Regions from separate parts of the Macaca mulatta genome. Here region 2 is linked to region 1. Evidence: chromatin contacts called from public Hi-C data. All regions are on one chromosome and are shown on one strand. The core of a region is the stretch at or near the end of the contact, and the rest is flanking DNA. Distances in the headings are between cores, read along the strand shown. Region 1 holds the start of LHX5 (LIM homeobox 5). Region 2 holds the start of TBX3 (T-box transcription factor 3).

The links. Hi-C and Micro-C count contacts between places; a contact is called where the count stands out from the background.
Region 2: a Hi-C map of fetal cortical plate shows a contact between it and region 1, with 2.7 times the contacts expected there. The contact joins the promoter of TBX3 here to the promoter of LHX5 in region 1. A contact is called at or near these places in 2 of 14 Hi-C or Micro-C datasets (fetal cortex germinal zone and fetal cortical plate).

Annotation. Positions count from the first base shown.
Region 1 is chr11:120,714,824-120,720,981 of T2T-MMU8v2.0, forward strand. LHX5 (LIM homeobox 5) reads right to left here and starts at 4,753. Exons shown (of 6, transcript XM_001111705.4): 1 at 4,538-4,753; 2 at 3,192-3,865; 3 at 984-1,207; 4 at 7-284. The coding sequence starts at 3,364. It overlaps LOC114670955 (a long non-coding RNA gene), which reads left to right and starts at 3,870. Exons shown (of 2, transcript XR_003720812.2): 1 at 3,870-3,949.
Region 2 is chr11:121,932,842-121,938,769 of T2T-MMU8v2.0, forward strand. TBX3 (T-box transcription factor 3) reads right to left here and starts at 2,898. Exons shown (of 7, transcript XM_001111958.4): 1 at 885-2,898. The coding sequence starts at 1,273. LOC144332669 reads right to left here. Exons shown (of 6, transcript XM_077953105.1): 6 at 1,328-4,283. The coding sequence ends at 4,179.

The DNA.
Region 1 (6,158 bases), core at 3,503-6,002:
CCGCACCTGGATAACGCGCATGTTGAGGCCGGTCTCCTGCGCCAGCTGCTCGCGGATGTGGCGCGTGGGCTTGGGCGTGGCGGCGAAGGCAGCCTTGAGCGTCTCCAGCTGCTTGGCCTTTATGGTGGTGCGCGGGCCGCGCCGCTTGGTGCCCGAGTTCTGCTCCTCGTTCTCGTTGTTGGCGGTCTCCTTGTCTGACGAGGTCGAGTTGTCCGTCTCCTTGGGATCGTCCTGCAGTGCGTCCTGGAGGTCCGGGGACAAACTGCGGTCCGTACAGGATGATACTGCGGGCGGACGGATCGGGAAGGGGACAGAGGCGTCAGCGACGACCAGACGCCTCTTCAATCCAGTGGCGGGTTCACGCCGGCCCAGGCTACGGCCGGTCCCTCTGGATTCCCTCCCAAACCTGCGACAGCCCCTCCCCCAGGGACCCGGTGCCCGCCCACTCTCTCCAGGAGGGGCTGGGCCTTTGCATGGGCGCTTCTTAAGCCCTCTCCGCGCGTCTCAGCTAGTACCTGGGTAAGGGTAGGGGGAGGCGTACCCTCTGGAGAACTCCCACCTTCAAGGAGAGGGGATGAGGAGGGCATAGATTCCCTTGGGGCTTGGATCTTCCTCTCACTTCCCTCCTCTCTCCAGACCTCAATTAATGTCCTCCCAGTGCATCTAGAAATTACCTGGAGCTCAAATGACACAAGGGGGAATTGTGCGCTTCCAAATTAGGGGAGGAGGGCAACTTGGAAAATGCTCCTGAATTGAAGGAGGGTGGGGAAGATCTGGCAGCTCTCAGATCCCCTGTAAAACTGCTCCAAAGCCACTTCTCTTTTCTAGCCTCTAATCCCCTTGCCTTGCCCTAGAACTGCCTGGGGCTGATGAGCTCCAAGCTCAGCACAGACAGCATACCGGGGGCCAAGTAGGGAGTGCCAGGCTGGGCACGGTGGGAGGGTGCTAAGGCCTAAGGCTAGTGAGGGGCCCAGGCTTCATACCTGAGTTGAGGCTGCCCTCCTTGAGGCTGGATGAGCTCAGGTAGTCGTCTTTGCACACGAACTTGTTCTCGTCGATGACGTAGAGCTCCTCGCCAGTGGACAGCTGCTTGTTACACACCATGCAGGTGAAACAGTTGAGGTGAAAGACTTTGCTCCGGGCCTTGCGCACCAGGTCGCTGGGCGAGATGCCTTGCGCGCAGCCAGCGCATTTGGTGCCAAAGCGCCTGTGGACACAAGGTGCCCATCACTGCGGGGTGGGACTGTATCCAGTCCTTCCCAGTCCCTGACCTCTTCCCACCCGACCTGGCTTCTGTGAAGTCCCCATTTCCATATCTGTTAAACGGAACCCCAATCCTGAGTGCTCTGGCCAGAGCAGGAGACTGGGACAAATGTTCTGAGCTGTTTTTGGGACTGGGACTGCCATGCCTCCACTGGGGTTTTTGAGATTCTCCTGGGCTGGGAAGGGGTGAGCAGTGGGTGCAGCCTTCAGCCAAGAAGAGAGCCCAGAGCACCCCAAGATGTCCTTCCCCAAATCCAACCCCTGCCAGGCCTGCCTGGGCTGCTCCAGGCAAACTCAGAGTCCATGAATGATTTGAAGCCAGGAGGGGAGAATTTGGGCCACTTGGTGGCTTTGCCTCCTGGATCCTTTCTAGTCTGCTGGTGCCTAGCTAGGGCCAATCTGCCTGGCTGGCTGAGCCTAGCCGTGAGGCAGAGAGCCTTTCTCCTAGGCTGGAAGGAGGAAGCAGAAAGGAGGGAACCTTCCACTGATTTCCAGTACCAATGGAGAGGCTTTCCAATCTACCGCTCTGGGACCCGCTGGAGCTAATCAGGAGCTGTGGACAGCAGGGCCTCATAGTGACGGACCCTAGAGAGCAGGGACGAATTTCAGCCCCCCTAAACCTCTGGCCTGGCAGGCAGCAGGGGAATGTGAATGCAGGACAATCATAGACCCTGCAAGGCCAGGAGAGGAATCTCTCAAATCCCCCCTTTCCCGCGTTCCTGATCTCATTCCTTTTCTTTCTTCTTTGAGCTCAGGGAGAAAGTCAGCCTCCCCCGAAATGGGAGATGGGTGAGGCTTAGGTTGGGGGTGGGGTGGGGGAGGACCCAGGACTCTGGGGACCCTGCATCTACTCACACCCATGTCTCTAAACAGGGTGAATTTGGGTGACATTGATGTAGTGAGGGCATTAGAAGCCATAAGTCACTTTTGGCCTTATCCGGCAGCGTAATTGGCCATATGCACCTTATCAAAAATCATTAGGCGCTTTGCAAGCACTGCTACATTAGGGACATCGGGCCTCCGGGTCCAGGGAGTTTACACGTGTAAAGGAGCGGCTGACATTTTCTCCTATTCAAATTCCCAGTGCGAAGTCGCTGGGGCCGGCAGGCTGCCTTTCTCTATGGCGTGTTTCACGCCCCCCTTCCTCAGCGCGGGGAATTCCTGTTCACAAAGCCGGCTCTGGGTGCCCAGGGGAAACAGGCAGGGCTCAGCTGCCCAAAACTCTACTGGCTTCCAGACTGGGGAAACTGAGGCCCAGAGACGTGATCTGCCCTGGCCAGCCAGGGGGCCCACAGGGGTGGGGGTGCTGGGGAGGTGCCACAGCTCAGTCTAGACCCCAGAGGTCCTGATTCTCAGCCTCGATTTCGTTTCTGCTTTTCAACATGGGAGGAAATGTTTAAGGGGTTGGGACGTGATGGGGGTGGGGAGGTTCTCTCCTCCCGTCACCAGGGGAGACCTTCCTCGCTGGGCCCCTTCCGGAGCTGAGAAGTTTCTGTTTGGGATTGCGGGTCGATGGGCTCACACATTCTGCCTGGAGTGAGAAGCCTCCAGGCGTCTCTAACTCAGGCAAAAATCTTTCCTCTCTCTCGGGACAGGGATTGAAGCTTCTGTCTTGGGGTTGCAGCCGCTTGGAAGGGGCGGAGAGGGATAGAGAGCAAGTTTGTCAGGGCTTCCTCCCTCTGCCCCGCCAGCGCTCTGAGCCGGCCTCGAGCCAACGTGAGGCAGCGAAGCAGCGTCCTTCTTCCTCCGCCTGGGCTCGGGACCTTTCCTGTACCGAGGACAAGAGGAGAGCAAAGTGCTGCCCGCTCCCCATCTAAGCTTATGATCCGGGGAGGCTGGGATGGGTATGGGGGTCTCCCCTTCCCCAGCTCCCCAGTGGAGCGCGCGCAGGGTGGGCGCGCAGGCAGCGGCGCGGCGCGGCCTCTTACCTGAAGAAGTCATTTTTGCAGTAGAGCTTGCCCTCGCGCGAGAAGCACTTCTCCGAGAGATTGGTTTTGCACTCGCAGCACTGAACACATTTGATGTGCCACGCGCGGTCCAGCACGTTCAGCAGAAAGCGGTCGAGGATGGGCCGCTCGCAACCGGCACAGTGCACCATCATAGCCCCGTGCCCCGGCGGCTTCAGCCGCCTTGCCCTCCCTTTGGGCCCCTGGCCCTCGGGCCTGCCGGGCCCTCCGCTGCCCTTCGCCTCTTGTCTCAGCAGCTGCAGGGCGAGTCCGGTCCGGACCAAGACTCAGCCGGTCAAGTCCTTGGGCAATCGCTGGCCTGGCGCTGGGCTGCCGGGAGTGGGATGGTGGGGGTGGGGGTGGCGTTCACAACCTCATGCCACCGGCCGCACGCCCCGGCGCCTGTTCCGGGCTTCCCCAGGTATCTCGGGTGGCTGCTGGCCTCGGCGCTGCGGAGCGGCTTTCCCCGGTGGCGGAGGCGCCGGCACTTTCCCCCACTTTCAAGCGGTCCGGATCCTCATCTTTGTCTGGTCGCCGCGTAATTCGCGCATCCTTATTCAGATTTGGTGACGTGGCGCGGCACGTAGGGGGCCCAGCGGCCAATGGGCGCACCGTGGCCATGGCAACCTCTTAAATTTATAGCATATCTAAATTGGCTACAGCGTTGCGGTCCGGACAGAGCAAAAAAAACAAGGCATCAGTATTGTTGAGTATTAGCTTGTACCTGGTTCGGAGGCTAAGTAAGTATTTACCTTCCAGTTTGGGGCTGACGGGGCGGGGGCCGCGCGATACGGAAAACTGCGTCTCTCTTCCTCTCTTTTTCTCCTCACAGATATTTGGGGATCACGGGTTCCAAGGCCTAGTCCGGGAGGTACCCCTGCCCCCTTTACCATCCCTAGAACTTGCAGAAGTTGCCCCACGCCCCACACCTACCTCCCCTTCTCCAGCCCAGGCAGCCCAGATTGGATTCCCCCACCCCCGCGCCCCGTCTGCGCTCTGAAGCTGCGTCAGCGCGGTTCTCTGAGCTCCTGGAGCCGGCCCCGGCTTCTTTTTGTCATACACGGGGCTGGGGCCCAGCCGGGCCTTTCTCATGGAGAGAGCTAGTGGAGGCCGCGCGACCTGGGTAGGTTTTCCTGCCAGGCCACCGAGCGCAGGCCCAGGCCCAGGGTGGGGAGGCGGGGGAGGAGGAGGGGTGCAGTCTGGCCTGGTCCCGAACTCCAGAGTTTCAGGCCTGAGTACGCTGCTCACGGGGCTCTGAGGGAGATGTGGACAGGGGGAGATTGAGGGTGGACGGGTCTTCCCGCAGACAGCTCGGAGGTGGCACTCACCACGTCTCTCCTTTCCTCGCTGCACCTTCCAGATTCCAGGTCAGCCTATGGGCACTGTGGTGAGTGGGTCGTACGGCTGAGGCGGGGGACACCAGCGACTATGAAAACGCTGTTTGCATTCACGCCGTGCGGGCTGGGTGTGCAAGTTTGTCCCCTCATTGGGCGCAGGAGAAGCGGCGCACGTGTGTTCCGTGCTCGGCAGGGCTCCCAGAGTGTGAGCAGAGAGTGTGTGTGTGTGTTAAGGAGCGGGGTGGTGCTGGCAGGTGTGTGTGAGGAGGGGGTGTGTGGGTCTGAGGAGGAGAAGGGACCAGGCCTCCTCTCCCTCGGGGCCAGCGTGGCCACCAGGGCTCCAAGTTGGGGAGGCCAAGAATGGGCAACCAGGATTTTCGTTTCGCTTCTGGAAAGGGGGCTGAGGGAGTAGGGCCTGGGACCAAGGGCTGGAGCTAGAGGGGTTTGTGCCAACACTTGGCTGTGAACGTTTGTTTGGGTGTATTTCCTGAGCTTGTTAGTGTATACTTGCTGTTTGAGAATTCCATTTTTGCATCTGTTTATTGCATTAGTACCATCAATCCTGTGAGTACATTTCTGCGTGTGCGTTTTTGTGTGTGCAGATTCGTGTGTTTGTAATTGCGTATGGTCCTGCTAATGTTTGTGTTTATCACCGTGTGCACTTTTATTTTTGTTGGTCTGTGCCTATGTGTGTGTGTTTATTTTAGGACGCAAAAATGTGAGGATGTTTTCATGTGTACGTGTGCATTAACGTAAGCACATTTGTGTCTGTGTTTGCAAGCATTGATGTGAAGGTGTACTTTTAAAAACCTGAATGTGTGTGTTTGTGTGTAGGTGAGGGCGTGCATACTTGAGACCCTGTGTATAGGAGACTGAGCTGGGTTGGTTTTGTCTGTGAGTGCAGAATTTTGAAGAGCTATGTTTGTGTGCCAGTCGCTGTGTGTGTGTGCCTGCAAATGTGTGTATTTGTGCAAACAGTAGTTTTTTGTTTATGCAACTCCTGTAGGCTGTGTGTGTGTGTGTGTGTGTGTGTGTGACGGAGGGGGGGGGCGGTTATGCTTGTATTTGTGTTTGTGTGTGTACTCCTAGCAGCGCTTACCTTTGTGGATTTGGAGGTTGAGATAACAGGATTTGTGGATGCCTGTGTTGGGGCTCAGGAATGCCCACTTGTCCCCGTTCCTCTTCAGGTCTAGCACTGTCCCCCACAGTTATCTAGGGGAGGTGATCTTGCTAGGGACAGGGAATTGGTGAGTGCTGGTTACAGAGTGGAGCATTGACTCACCAGCCAGCCCGCTGGAAAAGGAATCCCTAACCCGGACAACTTCTGCTTGTTGGTGCTGTTACCTGACCCTCTAGCTTGTCAGGGGACAGGCATCTACAGAGCATAGTAGTGAGCCTGGTTAGAGCCCAGCTCAACCAGGAACAGGCAGGATGAATCTCACTTGGTCTCCTAGGCTCGGCCATGAGAGACTTCAAATGGAACCGCAGTTTCCGGCAGCTCTTGGCTCTGCCCGCCTGGGCTTAAAGGATACTTGAGCTCTGGCAGGGCAGAGCTGGAAAGAAATAAGAACCCGGAGAGGAGAGAGGTGCTCAGGCTCCCGGCAGAGGTGAA
Region 2 (5,928 bases), core at 1,648-4,147, 1.2 Mb after region 1:
GCCAAACTTTGGCCTCATTTAGCTTGGAAGGAGACAGAATGCTTAAGATATCATGAAGGGGATTTTATTTTTATCTTTTTAACTTTATGCCTTTACAGGCTTCAATGCTATTTTAAAAAATCAGTGTTTTTAAATGACTGTTACAGGATCTTCTCTTCCAGGCAGGTTTTGGTCAGGCAAGGACCTTTAAATATTACGTAAAATATGGTTGATAATATTCACACATTAAAAAAGCAGTGTGTGTCTCCTCACTGGCTCCTTCAGTCTGCAAACACAATCTTAAATTATGCAAAATTGCCTGCTGAACTCGCCCTTGGGTTACAGACACGTGAAGTGGTGTGGGCAAACAAACCAAAATGCCCTTCGATTTCTCTCTGACCAGGGCAGCAGCAGGCCCCTTTAGACCCAGAGGCTAGACTGGAGGGCAGAAAGGGCCGGGGACTGGTGTCAGGCCTCCCGCTACCCACACAAAAGGAGAGGGCTTTAAGTTTTTCTTTCTGGAGAACAAAATAAAACAGACAACACAACATCAACAAAGAAATAAGGATGTTCCAGGAGGGTTTGCAGAGTGCATTTCTTGCAGTAGAGTGCCTTTTTTTTTTTTTTTTCCTGCTCCCTGCAGGGATATCTACGCTCCATTGAAAAATTGTCTGTTGGGGAGGGAACCCACGATGCAGACCAAATATAAGACCCGTGCAGATGCCCAGGTAAGCTGAAATTTCCTGCCACTGGGGCAGGGCCTGGAAGTCTGTGCACATATTTCTATGGGAACTAACTTTTCGTCCAAGCCGTAATAACCGACCAACCGACTGTTCTGGGAGCAGAGAGATAAAGGGAGGATAAAACTATCCAGCAGCTTAGGGGAGGAGGCCCCCACTGCTTACCTTCCCGACTTGGTAATGACCATCTCGGTGCCCCGCTTGTGAAACTGATCCCAAAGTTCTTTAGCCTCCAGGTGCACCTTGGGGTCGTCCTCCACCTCTTCTTCGGGCTCCATGGTCTTCAAAGGCCTCAGATGCGCCTGGGGCCCCAGGGAGGAGAACGGGATGCCGGTCTCAGCCGCCCCCACCAATTGATCCATGATCGGCTTGGCCAGGGCGCCCGGCAGCGAGAGCGCCGCCGCGCCGTTGGGAGGCAGCGTCAGCGCGGGGAAGAACGGCGGCTGGTGACCCAGCACCGCGCTCATGGCGAAGTCCGGCGCCCGGTGAGGTAGGAACGGATGGTAGGCCATGCTTGTCCCAGGAATGACCGGATCTCTCATGGAGAGGCTCATCCACTCCAGGCGGGGCGCTGGGCTCCAGCCGGGGACAAGTCTGCAGCTGCTGTGTTTTGTTGTTTTTGTTGTTGTTGTTGTTAACAGCAGCACATAGTTCAAAAGGGGGGGAAAACAAAACAAAAAAGAAAAAAAGAAAGAAAAAATAAAAGGAGGCAGAAATCACAACTAATGCACTTCAAAGGGAGGAAGGAAAGTTGTCTTTTGGAGAAGGGGAGGCCGCTTTTAAAGAGGGCAAGGCGAAAAATCAGCAAACATAGTCGCGCGGGTGACCGTCCTTGTGCCTTGCGTTTTTAAAAAGCCGCTCCTGAAAGTCAGTTTCAGAAGCGAGAGAAGCGAGCAGGGTCTCGACTCGCGCCCGAGCCCTGCCGCTGAGCTCGAAATAGACACTCCAGCCCTGCGTCCCAGGAATCTCTCTCCAGCCCCTAGGTCCTTTGTTGCAAATGTGAAAGGTTCTCCTAGAAGACTTTTTACCTTTCTTTTCTTCTTCCCCCGCCCCCTATCTCTCTTCCTCTCCCTCTTTCTCGCTGGTGGCGTCTGCAGCTGTGCTAGACCCGGCTTTAACAGGGAGCGAGAGAGCGGAAAAAGTCTCTCTCCTTTAAAAAAAAAAAAAAAATCTGATTTAAACCCCCTTCTACCAGCGCTATCAAAACTTGAACTGCAAACTGGCTTCCGTTCGCCCTCCTCCTCCTTCCTCTGCTCCGAGCCTCCGGAGGGTGTCTCAGTTTCAATCCAAATCTTGCTGGGCTCTTCTCCCGTGCCTCTCTCTCTTCCTTGTCCTAAAACGTGAGCGAATTCGCTTCCTAAATCTGTGTCCAGGCGCGCAGGGCAGGGAGGATTTAGAGGGGGAAAAAATGGAACGGAGGGAAAGAGAGAGGGGGAGGGAGAGAGAGAGAGTGAGAGACGGAGTCGGAGAGGGAGGGAGCGAGGGAGGGAGCGAGAGAAAGCGAGAGCTCCTCGCCACCCTCCGCCGCCTCTAGAATTCACCGGGCGTCTGCTCGGCGGCTCTAGAAGGTCGGGCTGCGCTGTGGGCTGCGGGGAGCCGGAGGCCTCTTGATTGGCTCTTTGACGCTTTCGGACCAATTGTGTTGCTGCATAGGCGTGGTTTTCACAGGTCGAGTGCTGGGGGATAGAGCTGAGTTATAAAAAGAAGGTGTCGGAAACTGTAACGTCGCAGCGCCGCATCGGTACTACTGCCTGTCCTGTGAATATGTCAACATGATCAGAGGGAGGGCGGGAGCCACTGGGGAGCGCGCGCACAGAGTCGCCTCTAGGTGGCTTATCGAGAGATCGCTGCAGCCCCTGAGCTCGCTCGCTCTGGTTCAGCCCACGTCTGAAATGCCTCAGTCATCCAGCCGGGGATCGAGGGAGGAGGCAGGGCCAAGGAGGAAGAGGGAGGGAGAGAGGGAGGGAATCAGCGAGCAGGCGAGCCGGGAGGGGAAGGCGGAGAGCGCGCCCGGGCGCCGGGCAGGGGCGCTCGCCTCTCTTGCACTCCGCTCGCCTCTCCGACCGCCGCAGCCGGTACTCTCTCCAGCTCTCCTTCTCCCGGCCCCAGGCGAGCCGGGCGGGTGGCCGAGCCTCCCCGCGAGCTGCTATCCGGCTGCTCGGTTCTACAAAAGCCGGCGGCTGCGGAGAGGCGAGCGCCGAGACTACAGGCTTGAGTGCTCTCCAGCCCCACGTGGAGCCAAGCTCCGCCTGGCCGCCGCTAAAGGGCTCCCGGGCTCGGGTGTCTCGGTGCTGGTCTCCCCTGCATCTGGGCTAGGGGAGCACACGGATGTGTGGGCTTCCTCTCCACTGTGCCCCACCTGCAGCCATGTGCGGAGACCCAAACACCCCCAGTGCATCTGTACTCGAACACGCACCAACACAGTGGGACTGAACCACACACCGAAAAACACGTACACACAAACACGTACACAGCCTGCGCGGCTGACCCTGTCTGAGCTCCTGGGGAAGATGGACTTAGGATTTTTACGAAATGCATTTACCCGGCCCTTTTGGATCTCGTCTTTCATTTGCATGCGGGCCCCCATATTCCACCTGGATGTGGGTGTGGGTGTAGAGAAGAGAATGGAGGATCTGGACAAAGCGAGCACAGCGAGGGACTGGGTTCTGAGCCTGTCCCTTCCAAGCCGCTGCCCTCACCTCGAGGCCCGGCTGGGAGCACAGCAGAGGGTAAGGGGTGGGCGAGTGGGTTGGGGGAGGCGCGCCAGCCTGGTATCTTCTCTAGGCATCGCACTTATCTCTCGGTGCCTCAGTTCTTTCTCCACCCCGGAGACTTATCTCGCCAGAAGTCGGGGAGGGAGGCTGAGTTTGTAAAACAAACCGTGAAACGCCCCCACCTCAGAGGCGAGATGACTGTTTTCAGTACGGGTAGGGTGGGGGCCTCCTCTTGGGCGGACAAGAGGGAAACGACCGGATCTTACCAATCGCCGAATTACTAACTCTGTTACCGCAGCGCCCGGTCGGGGTCAGAGGATTCGCCTAAGCCCACAGTTCTTGATTCTGGGGGCCAATGACTTGGACCATCCTTGCTTAGATGGAGGGAAATCTTGAAAACAATGTTCTTTTATCTTTCCTGAGATGAAAGCTTCTTCGATGGAAAGGGAACGGAGAAAGGGCTGATCTGGGGGCTTAGGGGTTTCAGAGACCCCTGGCTTTGGATGTGTGAGTCTCTGCAGGCCAGCGCAGGCCTCTCTCGCATTTTGCCTTGTGCACCCCCGCAACTCCCAGCAACTCCGAAACCCCAACGTGGCAGCAAGAGACGAGTGAAAATGAAGTGCTCTTGTGGGCCAACCACGCTGAGATAGGGGTGGACCTTTTGAGGCGGCAAGCTTCTCCAGCCTCGCATTTTTGACGCACATGGTTAAGAGAGTTTGGCGCCAGCGTTGAGAATTCCCTGAAGTCACCAGAGAGAACAGAGTGGTTCTGCGAACTCCGTCTGGCTCGCCATCTCGCCCCTTTCTTTCCCTTTCAGTGTGTCTTTCTCTGGCGTCCTCTCTGTCTGTCTCTGCCAGTGGTTAAAATACAGAAAGGAGAGACAGGGGAAAAAAATGAGGTGGTGGACCCTAGAGTGTTGGCTCATAACACCCCCTCCCGCATCCCCTCCGCCCCGCCCTGAAGGGTGCGAAAGGCCAGGCCATTCCCCGCCTTATACAGAACACGGAGGTCACTGCAGGGTTTCATGAATCTCTGGGGATCCCCCAAAAAAAGATAGAAAAAAAAGTGCATCCCTCTCCCCCACACTGCTCGCCTCCGGGGCCTGGGGCCGCTTCGCTGCACTTTCAAGAGCGGCCCCAAATCCCAGCGATCTGGTTTTGCCTGCCTGCCCTCGCAGGCCAGTCTCTGCCCCAACACTTGGAGTGGAAGCAAAGTAGTTCTACAACCACACTGTGACCGACCCCCTCCTCACCCACTCGGTGCCCCCAAGCGTCCCACGCACAGCAGGGAGACATTCCTCCGCATTGGCCAGCTGTCTGCTTTGGAAATGGGAGGGGAGCTTGCGGATTTTACTAAAAAATGTCTCGACTTGTTTTTGGCTCCGCGGGTGGACTGAGAGGGAGTTCTGCCCCTCACACTGTCCTCCTCCCTCAATTGCCTATTTTTTGCCCATAGCTCTAACTTAACCCTGGGATCACCCCAGATCACTACTTCTGACCCTCATGTCCTCCCCCACCCCCACCTCCAGCGCGCGAAGCAGAGAACGAGAGGAAAGTTTGCGGGGTTCGAATCGAAAATGTCGACATCTTGCTAATGGTCTGCAAACTTCCGCCAATTATGACTGACCTCCCAGACTCGGCCCCAGGAGGCTCGTATTAGGCAGGGAGGCCGCCGTAATTCTGGGATCAAAAGCGGGAAGGTGCGAACTCCTCTTTGTCTCTGCGTGCCCGGCGCGCCCCCCTCCCGGTGGGTGATAAACCCACTCTGGCGCCGGCCATGCGCTGGGTGATTAATTTGCGAACAAACAAAAGCGGCCTGGTGGCCACTGCATTCGGGTTAAACATTGGCCAGCGTGTTCAGAAGGCTTGTGCTGGGCCTGGCCTCCGGGAGAACCCACGAGGCCAGCGCGCCCCGGACCCCGGCATTAGGCGCCAGCTGCCGGCTCTCCGCGGTCTTTTTCTCCCTGCAGACCCCTCGATCCTCTTTCCTTCGGTCTTAACACTCAACAAAAGACAGACTAGAGACGTTGAAAGAGCCTGCCCTTTAACAGAGTCCAAGAAGAGGGTGACTTAAGGGCAGGAGAAGGGAGAAAGAGGGCAGATTTCGGGTCAGAAAAGACCCAGATAATTTCTGGTGTCTCTGAAATATTCCTCCACCTTTTCGCAAAAAGAGTTTTCATTTAATTGTAGGTCTGGAATTAAAAAAGTAAATTAACTGAAAAACCTCTCTATCTGCAATGCCTGCAGCATTTAAAGTAGTGTGAGTGCATGTAGGCGAGTGTTAAAGGTGGGTGGGGGGAGGACCCCGAAAATAATGTTCGTTTGTGGGGGTGGGGTCGGGTGGGGGTGAGGGGAACAAAACCAAATCAACTGTCCTTAGCCCAGGCCACGGTGCCAGCAAAGAAGCTGGCCTTGCCCGAGACGGAAGCTTAGCCCGCACCACTTTTCCCTGCCGCACTGCCTGCCTCAAACTATAAAGGGGACAAACCGACCCTT